7 separate regions of the Mus musculus genome follow, and all the other regions are linked to region 2. The links are chromatin contacts, called in public Hi-C, HiChIP or PLAC-seq and promoter capture Hi-C maps. All regions are on one chromosome and are shown on one strand. Each heading gives the region's core, a stretch centred on a gene start, on an enhancer-like site or on the middle of the called end of the contact. The rest is flanking DNA. Distances are from core to core; before and after follow the strand shown. Region 1 overlaps Camk1d (calcium/calmodulin-dependent protein kinase ID). Region 2 holds the start of Camk1d (calcium/calmodulin-dependent protein kinase ID). Region 3 has its middle 26 kb from the start of Gm23118. Region 4 has its middle 10 kb from the start of Gm23118. Region 5 overlaps Camk1d (calcium/calmodulin-dependent protein kinase ID). Region 6 overlaps Camk1d (calcium/calmodulin-dependent protein kinase ID). Region 7 overlaps Ccdc3 (coiled-coil domain containing 3).

Region 1 (3,010 bases), core at 324-2,823, 320 kb before region 2:
ACACCAAACACACACATACATACACACACAAACACACACACATACACACACAGAGACACATGCACACACACACATACACACATACACACACAGAGACACATGTACACACACACATACACACACATATACATGTACACACATGCTCATGCATACACACACACACATACACAAACACCACACACACACACACCCCATTCTTGTGTTGTATGAAAACTCAAACACCATTTACTGGGAATTAAAAAAAAAGAAGCTTTCCTGTGCTGTATCAATGTCAAACATCTATGTTTACACAGAATCTAATCAAGATTAAGAGTGTGTACCCTCAGGAGGAATACTGGAAGTATTTCCCTATTTCTGAAAACGAACCCAAATGAAGAGTCTATGAATGGTAAAAGGTTTTGCTTTGAACTTGATCTTAAGATCAAGTACCACATGCAGTAGGAGACAACTGAATAGGAATAAAACTAAAAATTAACTGAAATCATGTGAGCCAATGGCCCCCTGAGAGGTTACACAGGTTTCACGAGCTTGGTCATGTTTCCATTTTGGTAGTAGACTTTTCCAGAAAACCTCAACTACTGAAACCCATTAAAATAATTTGGTTTAATGTGCCCTTCCATTCAGTTCTGCCTGGGGATTGCTACTGATTGCAGTATAATGTCTGTTTTTGCAAATGTTGATTTTCTCCTCTGTGGCAGATCTTTTTATTTTTTTTCTCACGGAGGAAACTTCATGTGTTATAATCACCAGGAAATAATTACTTCAAAACTGGAGACAAAGCTGGGCATCGTGGTTCGTGCCTTTACTCCCAGCATTTACTATGTAGTGGCAGGTGGATCTCTGTTAGTTCAAGCCAGTCTGCAATACAGAGTGAATTCCAGGCCAGATAAAATAGTGAGACCCCCCATATCAAAAAACTAACAAAATAAAAGGAAACCTGCAGACAGTTGCCTTGAGTCTGAGGTGCTCCTTTGTGCCAACAATAACCTCTGTCAACGTTTCTCCTCTCTCTCTCCAACTTGCTCAGCCCTTAGCTGTGCTCCTGAGCATAATTTCTTTTTTTAATGAGGAAAACCAGTCCCTTCATGAAAGCCTAATTACACCGATTTCCCTGGGAACTGTGAAGAACAAGCAGTTAAAGGCTCCCCATTATTTCCTTTGTCGTTAACTGTTAGACTGGAACTCAGCTGTAAGAATGCACCGGAAAAGTTGGCGTAAATGTTATAGAGATCAAACTGTAATTTTTCAAATTACTTAAGAACCCAATACAAAGACTCCTCTTAGGAAGAGGACATTTTCGTCTCCTATGGTAAAACCGCAGGTAATATTAGAAAGGGATGAAATGTACTGTCACTGGAGTGCTTCTAAAGCTAATTGCATTCTGATTTTAATATTGATAAATATGTTTATAATGAGAAAACATCACAGTGCGTTCCTAGTGAAAACGTAGCATGACTGCCACAGTTAGCGTCAGCTATCAACTTGACAGAAACCTGGAGTCACCTGGGATCGGGGACCACAGATGAAGAGTTGCCTACATCCGACTGGCCTTGAGCCATGCCTTCGAGACATTTCCTTAATAGCTCATTGACGCAGGAGAGTGTAGCCCTGTGGATAGTGCCAGCCTTAAGACATGAAGTTGGGCTATATGTCTTTTTAATTGCTACTAGGCATAATGTTGTCTTCAGTCTCAGATATTAGGAGGCCGAGCTACATGAATTCAAGGATATCCCGGTCTACAAAGTGAGTTCTAGGACAGCCTGGGCTACAGAGAGAAACCCTGCCATCAACAAACAAACCAACAACCTAAACCAAAACAAGACAAAACAAGACAAAATTCTCACAGATCAGTGCTTTATTCAGCCATCATTAGAGACGCTTCCTCCTGCAGCACATGGGGACAAATGAGTCTCTACCCATTGCCAGACATTATACAGAGAGAGGGAGGGAGGGAAAGGGAGAGGGAGGGGGAGGGGGAGGGGGAGGGGGAGGGGGAGGGGGAGGGGGAGGGGGGAGAGAGACAGACCTCGGAACACACCGCTCTAAACTAGATTTTCCATCAAATTCCTCCCCACAGAGCTCAGGGAAACCCATGAAAGAAGAGGTAGTAAGGACCAGAGGACATGGAGGACACGGGAGAACAAGCCCTCTAAATCAACCGGGCAAGTCTCATAACCACTCGGAGACTGAAGCAGATGCACGGGGCCTTCACGGGTCTGCACCATGGCCGCTGTGTATCTATCGTAGCTTCAGTTCAGGATTTTTATGGGCATCGTGAGCGTGTGAACAAGCGCATCTCTGACTTGTGCCTTCTCCTGGGAATCTTTTTTTTTTTTTTTTTTTTTTTTTTTTGGTTCATTTGCCTTGTCCAACTTGGAGGGGATGTCTTTTATTTTATCTCATTATATTTTATTGTGTTATGTTTTGTTGTTATCTCTTAGAAGCCTGTTATTTTCTGATGAGACAGAAAGGGAGTGGATCTGGATGGGAAGGGGAGGGAGGAGGCGCTGGGGGGAGTAGGAGGAGAGGAAACTATAACCAGGCTATACTGTATGAGAAAAGAATCTATTTTTAATAAATGGGGAAAATGGAAACCAAAAATCATATTTCTAAAACACAACAAAGAACCTAGCTAAGCACGTACTAGGTAACAAGCCGGTTAGCAAGGTTCCTCCATGGTCCCTGCTTCAGTTCTTTCCCCGAGTTCTTGCCCTGGCTTCCCTGGACTGTAATCTAGAAGCCAAATAAACCCTTTCCACCCCAAAGCTACTTTCAGTCAGAGTGGTTTCTCACAGCAGCAGAAGACAAACCAGAACGATGACCGAGGTGACCAGATACATGGGTGATGGTGTCCATACTGGAGAGAGTCTTGCCAATCCACCCTCTTCTTGCTGTCCTTCTTGCTCAGGTGACAGTCTCAGAAGCAGAGATGTGGTTGGCGGCAGGGGCCAGGGTGTTAACCTGGTCTCAGGCATAGTGCACACTAATCTAAGTGTACAATTGAATGAGA
Region 2 (2,848 bases), core at 201-2,700:
GCGGCGCTGAATTCTTTCACAGCCCCTGTACCTATCTGAGGCGCTTCAAAACAAAACAAAGCCAACTCATGCGCAGGAAGGGAACTGCAGCTGTACTGAGTGGCACATGTTCAGAGCTCTGATGACACACACTTTTGATTATTTCTGCTTTCTGGAGATGTAACCATCAAGCATGAGCCCCGGAGAGAACCGCCCCTAAAGACTCACTGATCCTCCTCCCACCCGGACATGAACCCCAGCGCCGGGCATCTGACCCTATGGTGAGATGTACACACAGATGAAGCTCTGACCACATGTCACTCTGAATACTGCGAAATTCTTCCCTCCCATCATCCTGAGGCCAGCCAAAGTCTTGTCTACACCTAGTACGTGCATATGTCAATTCCATAGGAATATATGATGTAAGGGTAGGACCAAAAGCTGAATTTCCTCGTGACCACTTTCGTCGGCCCAGTGCGCCCATACACACGATGAGTAAGTGCACACAGCCAGCGATCAGCGAGATCCACCATGCTCAGCCCACAGTCACGCGTGGGGAGAAAATCAGTGGAGGGCGGTGGTGGCAAGGGAAAAGGAAAGTCGCCCGCCCGCGTGGGCTGTTCTCTGCGCGCCCTGCGCTCCCCTCCCCCGCCCAGGAGAGGTGTCAACCGTGGGCGCAGACCCACGCGGTGGACTCGCGGAGGGTCTCCATAAGAGCGGACTATGGGACAATGAGGACGCATCGACCAGCCAGTTTCTGCCGCGGTGGCGGTGGCGACGGTAGCAGCAGGAGCAGCCGACGCTGCTGCCGCCACCGATGCTACTTCCACCCGCTGGTCCCCAGCACCCACTTACGTTCCGAGGGTCTCCTTGAACTCGAAGATCTTCTTAATGTCTTCTGCTTGCTTTTTCCAGGAGGAGCTGCTCTCGCCGTTCTCCCGGGCCATGGCAGACTAATGCTGTAGGGCGGCCGAGGGTTGCGCTGGGGAAGGGGCGCCGGAGGCGCGGCGCGGGCTCCGGGGGATGCCCGGCGCCGGGATGCGGAGCGGGAGGATGCGGAGCGCAGGGAGGCTCGGGCTGCCGCAGAGCTTCCTCTTCGGCAGTTTCCTCTTTCGCCTTGGCTGCTGCCGCCGCGGTCCCTCCCTGGCTCTAATTTCTACTGCTCTCCGGCAAAGACTTCCTGCCTCTGCCGCCGCCTGCCAGCCTCACTTTCTGCTACTTTCTTGCCTGGCTCCTGCTCCCTCCCCGCCGCCCGCCCCACTCCCCCAGCCCGCCTCCTCCCGCGGGCTCCCCGCCCTCCCAGTGCACCCGGCAGCCTCCCCGCCTCCCGCGAGGCGGCCTTCGGGGATGTCCCGCTCCCCCTCCCCTCCCCAGGAGCTCCGTGCTTGGGCGCCGGGATGCAGCACTTGACCACGGAGCCACGCACGCTCCCAGGCCGTCCGCGCACCCTGGGTCCCCGGGCGAGGGCGGGTGGGAGAACCCAGCAGGTGCAGGGCGCCGGAACGCGCGGGGGAGCCCTAGCCTTTAGGGAGCTTTATTATGAAGTCAATGCTGGGGGCGCCCGGGCTTTCCCTCTTCGAGCAGGAGGGGGCGCCTCTGCTTGGCGCTCGGAAGCTCTCGGCAAGGTGGGGTTGCGCGGCTCACGGTTGCGGGGCGCCCAGGGCGGGGCGCCTTCGCATACCCAAGAGCCGGTGACCCAAGCCTGCTGTGCAGGAGGGCGGGTGGGGGCTTGTTGTCAAGGCAATGGGCGGCGGCCTGGATGGAGCCATCGGCAGGCGGGCGTTGACTCCTGGCCGCAGCTTTGCCCCAGCAGGCGCTCCCGGAGCTCGGCAGTCACCTCCGGACTCCGCTGCTGGAGCTAATTCGCATTGCACCAAAATCTGCTTCACGTCAGTTTTGGAGCAGCTAAAGGAAACCTCGGGATGTATCGGACAGGCACGCCCAAGACGAGCCAATCACCGCCTGGTGGTCCCTTCCGGAGTAAAACTCCAGGGGTTATTTGGCGGCCAAGTGATGGGTGGATGCGGGACATGGTGGCTGGCCTGGCCCAGAACTGGAGTGACTGGACTGACTAGTGTTTGAACCCTTCTGATTTCCTCTTTCTCACTTTACTCCTGATGCTCTGAGGCCGTGGCCAAATTACACCGATTCAATGGAAAGACGCCTCTCTCTAGCGCCTTCCCCCATCAGCATACCCCGCAAGTGGCTTACTTAGAAGGTTAAGGTAGAAGCAGAGATACATTTTCCTCAGGCCTCTGGTCTCCAGAGTGAACTTTGACCTGCCCACTCTCACCTGGTATTCACCTGTTAGAGGACAGTAGGCAGCGTTTCCAGTTGGTCCTTTGGTTCAACTGGCAGGGACTACTACCTCATGATAGGAAATGTTAAGTTTTCTTTGTAGCAAGACTTCCTCTCCCTTAGAGCTGTTCGGCTGAATTGAGTAAACAGCCCTGTCTCTTAACTGGGGACACCTGTCCCATTTTCCCAGGACTGTTCCAATTTGAGAGGGGGGAGGAGGAGGAGGTGTGAATCTGCTTTCAGAAAAAGAAATCCCCCCCCCCCAACACCTCCCCATTGGTTCAGACTGGCCAGAGGCTCTGCCTTGGAGCCCTTTGTGGACTCCCAAGGAGGTTAGAAGAAAAATCTACCTATCCCTAGATTCTCAGTGCTGTTTTCCACGTTTCTTTGGCCCTTAGTCCTAAGCTCTTGAAGCTGAGAACAGCAGAGAAGAGGGTTATAACCATTGGTTGTTTAGGAGTGTGACAACCGAGTCATATGATCATCATGTTAAGTGTATTTACACAGACCTGGATGCTGCACACACCCAGCCTGTGGGATACACACGCTCACGGGCTTGGAGGTTGGGGAG
Region 3 (2,799 bases), core at 152-2,651, 430 kb before region 2:
AACCCTTGGTCTATATGTGATGGTTTCTATTCCATTGAGAACTTTAAGAAATTTAAGTTTTTATTTAAAGTTTAAAATAGAGACATTAGGCTCAATATTTACCTATTTGGTGAATAGGTTCTTTCTGAGGGACTGTTTGTATGTTGATTGCATTATAGATGTTTATTAACTAAGTTAGGGTTTCTAGTGTTGTGAAGAAACACCATGACCAAAAAGCAAGTTGTGGAGGAAAGGGTTAATTTGGCTTACACTTCCACATCACTGTTCATCATTAAAGGACATTGGACAAGAATTCAAACAGGGCAGGATCTTGGAGGCAGGCGCTGATGCAGAGGCCATAGAGGGATGCTACTTACTGGCTTGATCAGGCTGCTTTCTTAGAGAACACAGACCACCCACCCACAATGGGGTGGGCCCTCCCCCATTAATAACTAAGAAAAGGACTTATGTTTGGATCTTGAGACATTTTCTCAGTTTCCCCCTTTTAGATAACTCTAGCTTGTGAGACTAGCCAGCACATTTATGTAACAACTTAGAGACATCCTCAGTGGGAGACACAGGAAAGGATGGTGGTAGGTATCTGAGTTACTTTTCCAGTGCTGTGATAAGCCACATGGCCAAGGTGCCTTATAAAAGAATGCATGTAATTAGGCTTATAGTTCCTGAGGGTTAGAGTCCATGATGGAAGTGCGAAGGCTGAGACATTGCATCTCAAACCAGAGAACCCGTGGGAGTGGCAGAAGTCTTAAAATCTCAAGCCTACTCAGATGACACACCTCCAAATCCTTCCCAAACAGTTCTACTGACCGAGGATAAAGTATTCAAGCCTATGAGCTTGAATAGGGGGTCACTTTCATTCAAACCACCACAGGAGAGAAGGAAACACCAGTGGTGGTGGTTCTAATTTCAGTCTTTTAAACGTTCAGATAGTGTTGGGTTGACTCCCCAATTACAAGCACTCTCAACAACACATCCCATTTAGGTCTGTATATTTTTACACCACAGCCCTTTCAGTTAAAACAAAGAATTTAGATAATTAGACTTAGACTTATAATGAACATTTCAACTGAAATTAAAAGGATAAAAAAATAGAACCCTCCAATTGGTACAAAAATAAAAACAATAAAGTTTTGTCTCTGGGTGATTTTTCTCCCCTCAATCTCGTCATTTTAATTTACTTTGTGTGTGTTTTATATGCTAATCAGCAGAGTAGTACACCTCTATAATATTCATATATATGAATAGCCATTTATTTAGAGCATGCTCAAAATATTTTTACCATCAGGATGCATTATCTATCAAACTTGTTTAGACACTTTTTGCTCTTTCAGAGGCTCTGGGCTAGGTCCTATCACCTACACTGTGGCTTACAACCTTCAGAGGCACCCAGTTCTATGGGCTCCAGTGCCCTTTTCTAACCTCTGTGGGTACACAGGCATACACGTGATACATGCACATGTCTAGGCAAAACGCTCATACACGTTAAAAAAAAAATACTGTTTAGAGACCAGTGAACTAGATTAATGATCTCTTGTTGACTTTTTGTCAACAAACAGACAAGAAAAGCCCTGTTTTTTCTGTTATTTAAAACCAGAGTCATGCTACCAACATTCCCTGGGCCTGAGTCATCATTGTTAATGTTCACATTTGAGCTTGTTACTTTAACATGGACTTGGAAAGAAATAGCAGGAAATGTGCACTTCACAGTGACTCAGACAACCTACCCTCCTGCTCTGGGCTGGGATCCAAACCCTGAAATTTGCAGGTTCAACTGGAAATTTCCCATATTACTCAGGATTTGAACAGCTTACACCTGACTTGGGAACACCTCCCCCCTCCCTTTTATTTTCTCTCTAGGCAAAGGCAAACATCCACGAGGAACACTGGGACCCCAAGGCATTTTACTGATGCACTTTAAATGAACCATCCAGGATCATGGAGTTTGCTGGTGGCACCTCAGGGACCAGGACTATGCAGTCCCTTGGCCTCCAAGACCCTCTTTCAGCGGCTGAGGTGGGGGGAGGCACCATGAGAAACATGGAGATTTTGGCTGGTGATGAAACAGGACTAGATAATGTCTGGCCACTCAGTGATCCCAGACAGTATTTAAACAGAAATCTCCAGCGCACACTGATTTGGGCTTCTGTATGGGATACAATGGGGAAGATTTACGGGATCACCAGTGCTGGAAAGTTGCTTCATACAGCCATGTCTCTGGAGACTGGGGAGCTTGCTTAAAGCTTTCCCAGACTGAAGTCTTTGTCCTGGATGGAGAACTTGAAAATCTAGCTCTTCCACTGGTGCCAAATGTTCTGACAAATACTGAAGGAATAAAAGGTCTGAAATGAAAGCGGGTAAGGCATACTGGAAACTCAAGAGAAGTGTGTGTGTGTACTTGTGCATGACAAGTGAGTGTATTTGTGCACGACAACATGAGTGTATGTCTGTGTGCACATGTGCATGAACATGAGTGTGTCTCTTTCTTTGTGTGTCTCTTTCTTTGTGTGCATTTGTGTTTCTGTGTGCATGTGTGTGCACATGTGTATGCGTGTGTCTGAGTGCACGCCAACAGTGCTCATTGCTGTATCTTTAGTACTTGGAGCAGCACCTGCTGTATAGGAAGTCATGAATGATAGTCTAGATATGAATAGTTGGGACTCTATGTCTATTTTATGACACTCTGTCAGAAAATGTCATGAATGGAACAACCTGAGAAGAGGGGAGAGATGAATAAAGAACAAGTTTCTAATCTGCTAATGCTGGGCTTGTGGGTGGCCAGGGAGTTGAGCTAGAAAACCC
Region 4 (2,923 bases), core at 411-2,910, 460 kb before region 2:
GCTCGTGGTTCTCAGTGTAGACAGGAATCATTCGGGCCATCCGTGGGTTGACTAGAACAGAAGGACAGTGGCATTTGCTCTCCGTCTGTCTGTCTGTTTGCCTTCAGCTGGGATGTCAGTTTTCTGACATCTGGGCTCCTGGTTCTTAGACTTTTAGATCTACTGTGCTCAGGATTTTATATCACATCATGGATTCTCCTGGCCTTGCAGCCTACAACTGGAGCCTCTATAACTGTCAGAGTCAACACCTTAGGTTTTTATATTGTCAGGTTTGAGGGTTAAATGCCCCTCCCCCCGACAGGCTCATGTGGGGTTTTTATTTTATTTTATTTTATTTTTATTATTAATCATTTTATTTGTTTTTTATAATTAATTTTATTATTAATCATTTTATTTGTTTATTTTCCCGGTTTCCTCTCCACAAACCCCGCATCCCATACCCCCTCCCCTTTGCCGCTATGCGGGAGGCTCATGGGTTTGAATAGCTCATATGCTGCTTTGGAAGGTTGTGGCATGCATTTATTCATCCCTCCCCCATCTCATGGAAACACATATTTCTAAGAAAAAACATGAGAAGGTTTATGCATTTGACTGGACCTGGCGACGCAAGCCCGCAAAGCTGCTTGGGAGGCTGAGGCAGGAGGATTACAAGTTCAAGACATTTCTGGGCCACAGAGCAAGCTCAAAGTCAAACCCCGCCCACTAACCGACTGGAGTTACGCTGATTAGCAGAGTACTTACACAGTGTGATGGTTTGTATATCATTGGACCAGGGAGTGGCACCATCTGAAGGTGTGGCCTTGTTAGAATAGGTGTGGCCTGGTTGGAATGGGTGTGTCACTGTGGGTGTGGGTATAAGATCCTCACCCTAGTTGCCTGGAAGTCAGTCTTCTACTAGCAGCATTTGGATGAAGACATAGAACTCTCAGCTCCTCCTGCACCATGCCTGCCTGGATACTGCCATGCTCCCACCTTGATGATAATGGACTGAACCTCTGAACCTGTAAGCCAGCCCCAATTAAATGTTGCTTTTTATAAGACTTGCCTTGGTCCTGGTGTCTGTTCACAGCAGTAAAACCCTAACTAATACACACAGCATGCAAAGTCCTAGTTTAAATCACCTGAACAGAAAACAACCACAAAAATAACTTGCCTCTTTAAAAGTTTCTTTACATAAACTACATGTTACTTAAATAAAGAGGAAACTGGGTTTAAAAAAAAAAAAAGCAAAGAAAGCAAATTTCTAGTTTCAGGACCCAATATTAAGCCAGTAATCATCTCTCTAAAATTCTAACTGCAGATGGCATTTTTCTGGAGTAAATTCGGTATAAACTGAACGGGTTTTACCCCAGACCCAAATATCCACCTCAGATTCCCCAGTGCCTCAGCAGCCTCAAGTTCCGCTGGATCAGCTCTGTGTCTCCCTCTAATTGCAGCGTTTAAAACTGATACTCATGGCTGTCTTCCACCGCCAGTCTTATCTGATGCTTCGTTCTCGGGGTAAACAGATTTCCAGCGGAGGCTGCCAGCAGCACCGAGAAACTGCCAAGCCTGGCAGATGCTAAGGTTTGAGGTTCTTCTGTCTGTTCTCAGCTCCAAGCTGGCTGTGAACTAGCTCTACTCCCCACGGCCCACCAGACTCTCAGCTACTTTTGCCAAACACCATCTTCTCTGCTCAACCTCCTGCTTCCCGACGGTCACACTAGCTGAACTAGTGAAGGTCCTAATGTGGCCCAGTCGCAAATGCTATCCCCGACTTCCCGATGTGGCCTGATCTTTCTTTCTTGGCTCCCACAAAGGGAAAGCATCTCTCTGCCTCTCTCTCTGTCTCTGTCTCGTCTCTGTCTCTGTCTCTGTCTCTGTCTCTGTCTCTGTCTCTTTCTCTCTCTTTCAAACTGACAGTCAGTTTTTCAACATGAACACTGCTTTCCCCACAATACTGACAACAACCATTTCTCCCTTAGTCGTGTCTCTCTTGAAAGACATTGTCTCAATTAAGAGATGAAATCTGAACTATGGGAGGGAACCACTGTTTTTGCCTGCATGTCTCAGCCTTTGACTGATGTAGCTCTCAGCTTTCTTGTTATGACCAAACTACCTGAAAGAGTAAGTTAAAAAGAAAGATTTTAGCTCCTGGTTTCAAAGTATTATCATCCCTAAGTCCTTGTCTATTGGCTCTGGGTCCATGCTATCGCAGAATGCAGCATTGGTGGGATTTTTGTGGAGAAGGACGCTGCTTGTACTGGACAGGAACGGAGAATGAGCAAGGGACTGGAGACTGGGTATAACTTTCAAAGTCATCCTTCAGATCCCACCAACTAAGCCCTCATACCTGAAAGGTTTCAAAGTTTCTCAAACAGCCTTCTGGGTTGGACATTCTAGTCTTTCAACACATGAAACATGCTGGTCATTTCATATACAACCGATAGCAAGGCCTTTCCTTGGCAATGGTCCAGAGAAGATGGGGACAGACTGTCTTAGTTAGGGTTTTACTGCTGTGAACAGACGCCATGACCAAGGCAACTCTTATAAAGGACAACAGTTAACTGGGACTGGCTTACAGGTTCAGAGGTTCAGTCCATTATCATCAAGGCAGGAGCATGGCAGCACCCAGGCAGGCATGACAATAGAGGAGCTGAGGGTTCTACATCTTCATCTGATGGCAACTAGGAGAATACAAACTTCCAGGAAGCTAGGAGGAGGGTCTTAAAGCCCACACCCACAGTGACATACCTGCTCCAACAAGGCCACACCTACTCCAATAAGGACACATCTTCTAATAGTGCCATTCCCTGTGCTGAGCATATACAAACCATAGCACGGACACTTTAAATCTTTTAACTCTGGACCTCAGTTGAAAAGTAGGAGGACCCTGTCTGGCATTCTATTATATACAGTGACCCTGGAACAGAGATGCCACCTC
Region 5 (2,940 bases), core at 393-2,892, 360 kb before region 2:
TTGCCTCTTGGTGGCATCAAGGAGAACAGAACCCTAGACTTAATTAAATGGATTCCACATTTAGGTTTATATTGACAGACACCTTGTACCTCTGAGCAGCATTGCTACCAGATGAATCGATTATTTTTCCTCATTATTATTACCAAAAAGAACTCACTTGTAGCAGCTTGTTCTCCAAGCTAAAGGAGTCTGGGTCCTTCTCATAGATGCTGCAGGCAGCAGCCTCAAGGAGTCCATGCTTATGCAGCACTGGTAACTCTCCTTGTCTTTGCCTGAGCTCCACCTTCTGTCAGGTCGTCAGATGTCTGAACACCAAACAACTCTTAGGAGAGAATTCAATAAATGTGTGCTGAAGGAATGAGTGAAAAGAGAAGACGTCTTAAAAGTGTCACGAGCCTTGTGCTTTGTGTGCAATTCGGCATGTGTCTGTATAAAGATGAGTAAGATACAGCCCTTGTAGGTGCCAAAGCCACAGTGTGGTGAAGAGACGAAGCAGACATGGGCCCCGGTTCAATCTGATGAGGAACCATGCACTGAAAACAGGGGGAGAAGGATTCCGATGTTGAAGGAGAAGAGGCAGGATGGTAACCAGAAGAGGTGAGGGTTCATCTGGGCTTTGATGGATGCAAAGGAAATTGGCACAAAGACTTGGGGGTAGAAAAAGACCCACGTTGGCTGATGACTGCTCAAAGACCCCAGAGACAGGTGCCCTCTTTCACTCTGGGTGCTCGGTAGATGTGAGCAAAACCAGTAGCTGCGTTACTATTGCTCTAAGAGAACTCAGGGTTTGGCAACCAAATCTCACAAGTACTTGCTTACCTGCCCTTTAAGGAGTCGCTTTCAACACTGTCCCTAAGTCCATCCGTTCTGACCAAAGCAAGAAACCAAAACAAAGCCTGCAGATGGCGGCCACCTAGCAATGGGGACACTGCCATCCACATAGGGGAGCCAAGAGTCAATCTAGAAAGCTTTAGAGCTTTCCTGTCTCAGAATTAAAATGAGATCAGCGAGGTGCATAGGTAAGAATATTCTGTTAGAGCAGGAAAACCTCAGCTCGAAGCCCGAAAGCAAAAAATGGTCCAGAGTGATGGAGCCTGGAGAATATGGCTCACCACCTGGGGCGTCCTGACCAAGAGACTGAATCTCACAACACAAGCTAGCACCCCTCACTTTTGATACCCGTGACTCATGGTGGGTGCAACAGACTCTTTGTTTGCTGAGTCCCTTGTTTTTCAAAGATGCCAAGGGTGCACCTTCTCGTTCACCCCCTGCTGCCTGCACAGACAGCACAAGGGAGAAACTGCATCCGTACACCGCACACCCACACATCTTCGCACCAGCTGCGCATGCACTTGTCACTCACTCAACTGCCTCTCTACCTTCTCCACATTCCACAGTCCCACCCATCTATGCCTCACCATATTATCATAAGACAGCTGGCGGGCCCATCTGTCCCTCTCTTGAGTCTCTATGGTCATCTTAACGACTCGGACATTTAATGACTCACACCCCAGGGCCATGGGTCCCACCCGGGGCAGCCCCTAGCGGTTCTCTCTGCCACACCCTCTCAGTCAGGATCCCATCCTACTAAACCTCTCAGCTCTTTCCCTTCTTCATTTCACTCGTAGTTCCTGTCTGGCGGCTCTCGGCTTCCCTCCTCTGAGAAACTTGGGAAATGAAACAGTGGTGGCATACCAATGTATGACATACCAATGTATGACAATGTAATTATGCAAAGACCTGAGACACCATGGAGTGCCTCCAAGGACACAGAACTCCCACAGTGCTCTGCAGTCTCTAGACCCATTTAGTCTCAGACTGGATCTCCCAGGCCTGTTGGGAAGGTTTCCTAGTTGTACCTAAAGACTCATGGGAATAGTGGAGGCTGTTAATACTAATTCATCCTTCCTTAGGGAGGCTTACACAGTGTTCCCTCTCCCCCCTCCCTTCCCTCTTCCCTCCTTCCTTTTCTTCCTTCCTGTGCTGGGGACACAGTAGGTACTGAGTACATATTTGATAAGTGACTGAATCCACTGAGGTGAACAGTTGTCTGGGAAAGTGCTCCCTGAAGGCTTGGTTCTCAGCATGTAGTACTTTTGGGAGATGGCAGACCACTGAGGTAGGGCCTGTTGTGAGTTTTCCTGGTCAGTGCGACTAGACCTTTGAAGGTGCTAATACCCCATCCTTTACTCTTCTTTTCTGCTTCCGGTCCCAGCCACAGGGTGAATGGTTTTACCAAGTGCTGTGGCCATGATGTGATTTTTTGTTGCAAGCCTAAAAGCTACAGGGCCAATAAATCACAGTCTGAAACCTCCAAAAGGAAAAAAAAATCCACCAAGCAAAATTAACCTTTCTTATTCATAAGCTGATTTCTCTCCGGTATTTGTTATTGCAACAGAATGCTAACACAGTTCTGGTGGGCTGTCTCCAGAAACCAGAAGATGAATCTCAGCACCAAACTGTTCACACTGTCAGCAGCCATCGCTGCATTTTACATGGGTGACAGAAAGAAGGTACACTTGTGATTTTAGGAAAAGCTGTCACAACCCCTGACTCTGTCCACACAGACCCAGGTCAGCTGACGTGAGGGGGCGACTTACTCATGGATTCTTCTGTACTCCTTGTACCAGTGTTTCCTCTCTGGCTGCAGCAATCTCAACATTTATCATGTTTTATTGAGTCCCACACCTTATCAATGCTTGGTGCTTTACTGTAAACCATCCAAAAATAGACACATAACCTAATTCTGTTATTAGAACCTGGGAATCCATCCCATTTTGCTCTTAGACTCCAGTTGGGCCCACAACCAATTCAAACAGGATTTCCACCCAACTGCTAAAAGGTTTTAGGGAAATTGCTTCACTGATAACGTACTGTGGAGGGGTCTCTCAATATTTGTATCCTTCCTTCAAGAGAAAGGCAGGCCTCTGTGATTGTGCC
Region 6 (2,897 bases), core at 220-2,719, 390 kb before region 2:
GTGTGCAATGGCTCTTTGATGTCCTGTATTAGTACTCAACATCCCTCAATTGTGCTCTGATAAACAGAAAATGCTTCATTAAAACATTTATGCATGTATGTACATGTGCAAGTATACACACTCATGCACATTGTCATAACACACACTTTAATAGTCATAAGACATCACTAGGGGTGTAGGACAATGGTAGACTACTTGCATCTAGCATGAATGAGTTCCCTGGGTTTGATCCTAGCACCCCAACCCAAATAGGGTTGAACATTTTTTTTAAAAAGATTTATTTATTTATTTATTTAATGTAAGAAGAGGGAGTCAGATCTTGTTATGGATGGTTGTGAGCCACCATGTGGTTGCTGGGATTTGAACTCCGGACCTTCGGAAGAGCAGTCGGGTGCTCTTACCCACTGAGCCATCTCACCAGCCCGGGTTGAACATTTAAAAATGAGTAAAATTGTACAGAAAAGACAATTTCAACTATGTTTTTCTGAGCACAATAATCTTTTTACTTACTTTCATTTTTGTGGTAAAGCACCCTAATGGTAAATAGAATATAAACGATCTTCTCCAAGGCAACCGGAACGAACATGGGGAACTGTCAGACAATATCACCCAAGCTCCTATATGCCTAGTGTCTGACAATATGTTCCATGGATTATGGTCCCTCTCTGTAGTTCTGCCAGAAGGCCTCCAAGCTTCCACCAAGCCAACCTACCTGCTGAACCAGCTAAGGACTCTTGTCCCCATGGTAACTGGCTGGAGCTCTCTCCTTCCTGCCCTTTTCCCTTTGCCTCCCCCCCCCCGCCCCCCCCCCCCCGTTCTCAGCTCTTCGGAGACATCCAGCGGTGTGTCCAGGACTGAGAACCTGACGTCCCTGGGTTCCATGCGGCCCAGGGACCCCAGAACACCGGCTCTTCCGCGGTACCCAGCGGCATCTGTGGTACCCGAGTCTGACCCAGACTCTGGCAGTTCTGTGGGTACCCCAGGCCTTTTCCCATCCCTGGAACGGGGGTTCTGCAGCTTCTCACAGCCTGACACCCACCCAGCGGTTGCCGTGGGGGTGCGCCCAGTCAAAACTCCCTGTGTCCACCTTGCCCAGCGGCCCTAGCCCTGAGCAGATGTGGGACCCCATTTTTTAACCCAGAAAGAAAGAAAGAAGGGAAGGAAGAGGAGGGAGGGGGAGGGGAAGGGGAGGGGAGGGGAGGAGAGAGAAAGAAGGAAGAATTTGCAGGTCCCTGTATTTATAAAGTAAATTGACTTTTGTTCTTTATCTTAAGGAAAGATTGAGGGAGGTGGCTACGGACATTATCAACCTGTCTGGGAGAACAGGATTGTGAAAAAATGGATCTCTGTGTATATCGATCCAAATTCCAATATAATCATGTCATACCGTCAGAGTTCAGTGTGATACTCCTATGAAGAGCTGTAAAGCAACACAATGAAGACGAAGTTTCCCATAACAGGACCTTGTGGACTCTGGTGGGATGAGGCAGAAGTTCTGGCATGCTCTCTGGACAAAGTACTTGGGACCAGGGTGGTAGGCCCAGTGAGTTTTCTAAGTACATGGAAACGTGTTTCTAAGAGGCTGAAAAAAAAAGGCGTAGCAACTGACTGACAACCAAGACTTTTCTGCTCTGGTCTAGCCCATGTGGAAAGGCTCTGAGGAGAGAATTGTTTCCATGGGAAAACTTCGTGCTTCTCTGTGACAGTCCAACTTTGCCTTCAGAGTGATTGTTGGCAAGGTGCTGGAGCTGGGTGCATGTACTCATAGCTGCTTCAGGGAGGGGCTTCTGGGCAGGGGCCGGAACTTTGAGTGGCAGGTCTCTAATCCTGTCCTTGAGTCGGTTGTGTGGGAGCCTGTTTTCCTCTCCTTCCTTTTGTTTTCTGGCCATGACATGAGTGGGTTCTTTCACCATCTGACAAGAGGCAAAAGCAGTGGATTCACTTGATATTGGTAACCCCTAAATCTGAGCCAACAGGGAATGCCACGCAAGAGAGGGCAGAGAGAATGTGGGAGCCAGAGGCCAGGGAGGAGCACTGTGAAAGTCTGTCTCTGACCTTTAGATGGCCGGCACACCTTTGAACTCATGGTGGCTGTGGTTACTTACACAAAACCAAGTCAGTCAAATTCCAGCACAGAAGTGGGGGGGGGGCTCCCAAAGCGGCAATGACAGCTGAAGAGCTGTCCTGTCAGGGGTTAATGGCTACTGGGAGAAGGGGCATACTCTTTCTATAGCAGCATGGCCATAGGCAGGTTGCCCAGGCTCCCCTGGTTGGCCCCAGAGCGATGCACATATGGGTAGCACTAGTTGGAATCGGTGGTTTATTTCCTTCAGAAATGGAAGAGGATGTGAAGGTGGGAGGGGGATGGGCTGAGAGTGCATCCAGATGTAAATATAATCAGAATAGATTGCATACATGTAGGCAAATATCAAAGAAAGAATAAAAAGTATTGTACAGAAATGACTGAAACTACAACACCCCCCCCCCCCCCCATTTATCTGCAAAGCAGCTAGGCCACATAAGGCTACCCCAGGCTCAGTGTGTCTCTAAAAAGCAGCAGCGGCTTCAACCAAGGATGAGCATCCTTTGGACTCTAAGTCCTGCTGGTACCAGGAACCACTACAAGTCTTTCTGTCTTGACTGACCTTTGGCAGAAATTTAGCAAGCTTTATTGAATGAAGGGGGCAGTGGGGGGTGTTAAGGAATATGAGTTCTAGTCATCCTATCATAGATATGATTGACTTTCACAATAATTAAATAAAACAAAGCTCTTTCGAAAGCAAACAAACCTTTTGTACTTATTACCAGTGCCCATTAGTGAACAAAACAGGGTTGCACATATATAATCCTGGTTTAGATTAGAGGGTCAATGAGGCTCATGAATATGCATCTCAATT
Region 7 (2,930 bases), core at 127-2,626, 490 kb before region 2:
TCGGAAGGCCCCCCCCCCTTTTATCAGGGGTGTTTGATGGTTCCTTCCTTGGCTAAGTGAATAGGGGGTGGGGCCTGGGGATGAGCTCAGACAGGCCAAGTGGGGAGCCTGGGCCTCCTTACTCAGACCAATGGGAGATAACTCTCACTCCAACTCTCTCATGACTTTCGACTTAACCCCACGGCCTCCTTCCTCTTCCCCACATACCTTGCCTTCAGGTCACAAAGCCTTTTCTTTTCTTGGCACCTGGCACAGAGAAGGCAACACTTTTGATTTTGGGTAGAGCAAAGGAGCCACCAACAAGTCAAATGCTGTCATTGGCATCTCAGGCTGTCCCTCAAGAGAGTCCTCAGAAGAACTGCCCTGTTTGTCACTTCCAAGGTTTGGGTGTTTCCCTAGTAACTGTGGGTTTGGCTCAGCTTGGGGACTGCTTGTCTGTCTGTCTGTCTGTCTCTCTCTCTCTCTCTGTCTCTTTCTGGAGTTAAATGATGTAGCAAGGCTAACTTTCCAACTGATTTGCAGAAGGGCCAAAGAGAACTGTGGGTATCTGAGCTGAGGCCAGCTGAGCTCCCGTAGTGCAGATGGTGAAGCAATCCTGACCTGTACTGGCTACTGTTTTTAGACCTTCTACAGTTTAACATTGTATAAAGTTTACATCTCCATCTGGACTTTTGAAATTGGCCACAGTCCATTGGGCTGGAGTGCAATGACCTTTGAACAAAGATTACTGGTATCCTGGGCTGTGACCCACAGAAATCACATGTTAGTGTTCCAGAGTGGTATGAATGTGATTTTGGGTGTGAGGGGTGGATATACAAGGTCCCAGAAAGCTCTGATTAAAGTGTTCGTCTGTTCCTTGTTCTTCCTTCAGTCTTTGGCTGTCTGTCGAACACCTTCCCTCCCAATCCATCGAGTGGTTAATTATCACATTTTCACCTCCATTTGTCCCTCCTCAGTCAGGTTTCAGATGCTCCCTAGCCTTATGAAGAACCAGATAGTAAATATCTTAAGCCTAGGACCACAAGGTCTTTGTGGCAACTACTTAACTGTCACTGTAGCACAATAAATGCCACACATAATATGCAAACATACAATTGTAGCTATATTCTAATAAAACTTTACTCATGCGGGGCAAGATACTGTGATAGGCCATAGTTAGATTACTCTCCTTTAAAAAAAAATCCTCTCCCACTTCCTTCTTATTTTGAATCCCAAGAATGGGAATGAGGTGTTTAAAATGCAAACTATTTGTCTGTCTTGTTACTTTTGGACAGTCCTTCTGTTTCTTTATACTTCAGAAAGTACACATTGTCTTGTCCTTGTAGATGGTTATTTAAATTGAAAGCAGCTGTGCAGAAAGGCACTCCCAGGGAGCACATTTGTTATGCCCACTACTAGGAAACAGTGACTTTTAGACACACTACATTTGTTTGGCTAGATACAATGCTTACCATTGTGTTACAAAGAACCCAGGAAACCCTTCTACCCCTCACATAGCCCAGGCACACAATGGCAAGTATTTTGTTTAGTTTTGTTTGCTGAAGAGAACAAAAAGGAGGTGAGCTGGAAGGAGGGAGGGAAGGAAAGAGTATAAGAAAGCTAAACTAATTTGGAAGTGGTAGATGATTCTGGACTGTAACATGGATACCCTTCCTTACCCTCTCAAGGTTGTGACTATAAAACCTCACAGCACCTGAGCTCCTGGGGGGAAATGAAAACCAGATAGGAATATACCAAACAGAGGTTCAGACAAGGAACACTCCATAGGTGTGTCCTGTCAATGGAGGTGGGCGACCAAAATGTATGCATCAAGATCACTTGGCCTCAAGGATGTATCAGCACCAATCCCATACTCCTCTCTCTCCTCAGCCTGTGGTTATCAGGAGAAAGGGTTCCTGACTGGGGGCCTTGCAATGCTTCTTACACCTGCTTATATTGAGATACTCAATGAAAGAACTATGCAGACCAGCGTCTGGAAAATGTTGCAGAGTATTTGATCACACTGTAAACCCCGAGATTGTGTTGGTTCCTGTGGTGTGCTGGCTAGTCTTGTGTCAACTTGACACAGCTGGAGTTATCACAGAGAAAGGAGCTTCCATGAGATCCAACGGTAAGGCATTTTCTCAATTAGTGATCAAGGGGGAAAGGCCCCTTGTGGGTGGGACCATCTCTGGGCTGGTAGTCTTGGTTCTATAAGAGAGCAGGCTGAGCAAGCCAGGCGAAGCAAGCTAGTAAAGAATATCCCTCCCTTGCCTGCTTGCTGTGTGGGACTGAGTAACTGCTAGATCCTTGGACTTCCAGTCACAGCTACTACTGAACCATTGTTGGGAATTGGACTGCAGACTGTAAGTCATCAATAAATTCCTTTACTAAATAGAGACTACCCATAAGTTCTGTGACTCTAGAGAACCCTAACTAATACATGCAGGGTGGGGGGGACCCTGTTTCTTGTTGTAGTGTGGCTTAGCCTCAGAAACCACCTTTAATTCCTCTGGCTGGAATACAGACATGCCCTTAGTACTCATCTTTAATACCAAATGATGAAGGGATGAAGGTAAAGTTAGTTTGTAGAAGGAAAGACCCGTGTTTGAAAGTGATGTCTAATTGAGGGGCGGACAAAGTGACAAATCAGAGAAAGACTTGACAAAATAGGATCTGCCTAGCTCTCATGAGGAGAGGAAAGGGCTGCCCAGCTCTCATGAGGCAAGGAAAGAGAGGTAGGGCAGGAAGGAGGAGGGGTCAGTTTTACCAGGAGAGTCTTATAGAGAAGAGAGAACAAGCTAGACAAGGGTGAAGATAGAATGAGCCAGAAAATGAGAAGGAGTTAGAAGATTAGAACATATTTCTGGAGTTAGTATGAGGACAAGCAGAGCTATTCAGGAGAAACTGAGAGAAGCCAGACTGAATCAGTCAGCTTGGAGAGTAGTTTG

The links. Promoter capture Hi-C pulls out the DNA fragments that hold promoters and counts their contacts. A called contact is a pair of places that touch in the nucleus more often than the background predicts. HiChIP or PLAC-seq counts read pairs in DNA pulled down with a chosen protein or histone mark.
Region 1: an H3K4me3 HiChIP or PLAC-seq map of embryonic basal ganglia shows a contact between it and region 2, with 4 times the contacts expected there. The contact joins the enhancer-like site here to the promoter of Camk1d in region 2. A contact is called at or near these places in 10 of 39 promoter capture datasets (the 3T3-L1 cell line, the C10 cell line, embryonic stem cells and 4 more), 3 of 15 datasets of contacts at CTCF or cohesin (the NIH/3T3 cell line, large pre-B cells and pro-B cells), 24 of 484 Hi-C or Micro-C datasets (the G1E-ER4 cell line, the N1E-115 cell line, Th1 cells and 13 more), 20 of 115 datasets of contacts at active chromatin or transcription factors (T-cell acute lymphoblastic leukemia, bone marrow-derived macrophages, craniofacial prominence and 11 more) and 1 of 9 other capture datasets (embryonic stem cells).
Region 3: an HNF4G HiChIP or PLAC-seq map of pancreatic cancer cells shows a contact between it and region 2. The contact joins the enhancer-like site here to the promoter of Camk1d in region 2. A contact is called at or near these places in 5 of 39 promoter capture datasets (the 3T3-L1 cell line, hippocampal neurons, liver and 1 more) and 2 of 115 datasets of contacts at active chromatin or transcription factors (embryonic forebrain and pancreatic cancer cells).
Region 4: a contact with region 2 is called in a Hi-C map of the N1E-115 cell line, with 3 times the contacts expected there. The contact joins the enhancer-like site here to the promoter of Camk1d in region 2. A contact is called at or near these places in 8 of 39 promoter capture datasets (the 3T3-L1 cell line, embryonic stem cells, frontonasal cranial neural crest and 4 more), 2 of 484 Hi-C or Micro-C datasets (the N1E-115 cell line and cerebral cortex), 3 of 115 datasets of contacts at active chromatin or transcription factors (embryonic forebrain, forebrain and pancreatic cancer cells) and 1 of 9 other capture datasets (embryonic stem cells).
Region 5: a FOXA1 HiChIP or PLAC-seq map of pancreatic cancer cells shows a contact between it and region 2. The contact joins the enhancer-like site here to the promoter of Camk1d in region 2. A contact is called at or near these places in 3 of 39 promoter capture datasets (frontonasal cranial neural crest, hippocampal neurons and stem cell-derived epiblast-like cells), 1 of 484 Hi-C or Micro-C datasets (cerebral cortex) and 2 of 115 datasets of contacts at active chromatin or transcription factors (forebrain and pancreatic cancer cells).
Region 6: a FOXA1 HiChIP or PLAC-seq map of pancreatic cancer cells shows a contact between it and region 2. The contact joins the enhancer-like site here to the promoter of Camk1d in region 2. A contact is called at or near these places in 5 of 39 promoter capture datasets (the 3T3-L1 cell line, hippocampal neurons, liver and 1 more), 1 of 484 Hi-C or Micro-C datasets (the G1E-ER4 cell line) and 4 of 115 datasets of contacts at active chromatin or transcription factors (embryonic forebrain, embryonic stem cells and pancreatic cancer cells).
Region 7: a contact with region 2 is called in a promoter capture Hi-C map of embryonic stem cells, with 2.0 times the contacts expected there. The contact joins the enhancer-like site here to the promoter of Camk1d in region 2. A contact is called at or near these places in 6 of 39 promoter capture datasets (the 3T3-L1 cell line, embryonic stem cells, hippocampal neurons and 2 more) and 4 of 115 datasets of contacts at active chromatin or transcription factors (embryonic forebrain, forebrain, neural tube and 1 more).

Annotation. Positions count from the first base shown.
Region 1 is chr2:5,397,143-5,400,152 of GRCm38.p6, forward strand. All of the region lies in intron 3 of Camk1d (calcium/calmodulin-dependent protein kinase ID), which reads right to left. Among named protein-coding and RNA genes, the nearest start is that of Gm36906, 84 kb to the left of the region's middle. Within about 2 kb of position 1,574, at least 8 of the 459 cell types and tissues checked have an H3K27ac peak or open chromatin away from gene starts, as enhancers often do. A contact at or near this core is called in embryonic basal ganglia and embryonic forebrain, where this site is marked.
Region 2 is chr2:5,713,312-5,716,159 of GRCm38.p6, forward strand. Camk1d (calcium/calmodulin-dependent protein kinase ID) reads right to left here and starts at 1,451. Exons shown (of 11, transcript NM_177343.4): 1 at 835-1,451. The coding sequence starts at 926.
Region 3 is chr2:5,284,965-5,287,763 of GRCm38.p6, forward strand. No RefSeq gene overlaps it. Among named protein-coding and RNA genes, the nearest start is that of Gm23118, 26 kb to the left of the region's middle. Within about 2 kb of position 1,402, at least 92 of the 459 cell types and tissues checked have an H3K27ac peak or open chromatin away from gene starts, as enhancers often do. A contact at or near this core is called in pancreatic cancer cells, where this site is marked.
Region 4 is chr2:5,248,666-5,251,588 of GRCm38.p6, forward strand. No RefSeq gene overlaps it. Among named protein-coding and RNA genes, the nearest start is that of Gm23118, 10 kb to the right of the region's middle. Within about 2 kb of position 1,661, at least 21 of the 459 cell types and tissues checked have an H3K27ac peak or open chromatin away from gene starts, as enhancers often do. A contact at or near this core is called in the N1E-115 cell line and cerebral cortex, where this site is marked.
Region 5 is chr2:5,351,634-5,354,573 of GRCm38.p6, forward strand. The region is part of intron 5 of Camk1d (calcium/calmodulin-dependent protein kinase ID); the gene reads right to left. Among named protein-coding and RNA genes, the nearest start is that of Gm36906, 38 kb to the left of the region's middle. Within about 2 kb of position 1,643, at least 10 of the 459 cell types and tissues checked have an H3K27ac peak or open chromatin away from gene starts, as enhancers often do. A contact at or near this core is called in cerebral cortex and pancreatic cancer cells, where this site is marked.
Region 6 is chr2:5,320,097-5,322,993 of GRCm38.p6, forward strand. The region is part of intron 6 of Camk1d (calcium/calmodulin-dependent protein kinase ID); the gene reads right to left. Among named protein-coding and RNA genes, the nearest start is that of Gm36906, 6.5 kb to the left of the region's middle. Within about 2 kb of position 1,470, at least 5 of the 459 cell types and tissues checked have an H3K27ac peak or open chromatin away from gene starts, as enhancers often do. A contact at or near this core is called in pancreatic cancer cells, where this site is marked.
Region 7 is chr2:5,218,770-5,221,699 of GRCm38.p6, forward strand. The region is part of intron 2 of Ccdc3 (coiled-coil domain containing 3); the gene reads left to right. Gm46729 (a long non-coding RNA gene) reads left to right here. Exons shown (of 3, transcript XR_001783223.1): 3 at 1,870-2,085. Among named protein-coding and RNA genes, the nearest start is that of Gm46729, 4.8 kb to the left of the region's middle. Within about 2 kb of position 1,377, at least 20 of the 459 cell types and tissues checked have an H3K27ac peak or open chromatin away from gene starts, as enhancers often do. A contact at or near this core is called in embryonic stem cells, where this site is marked.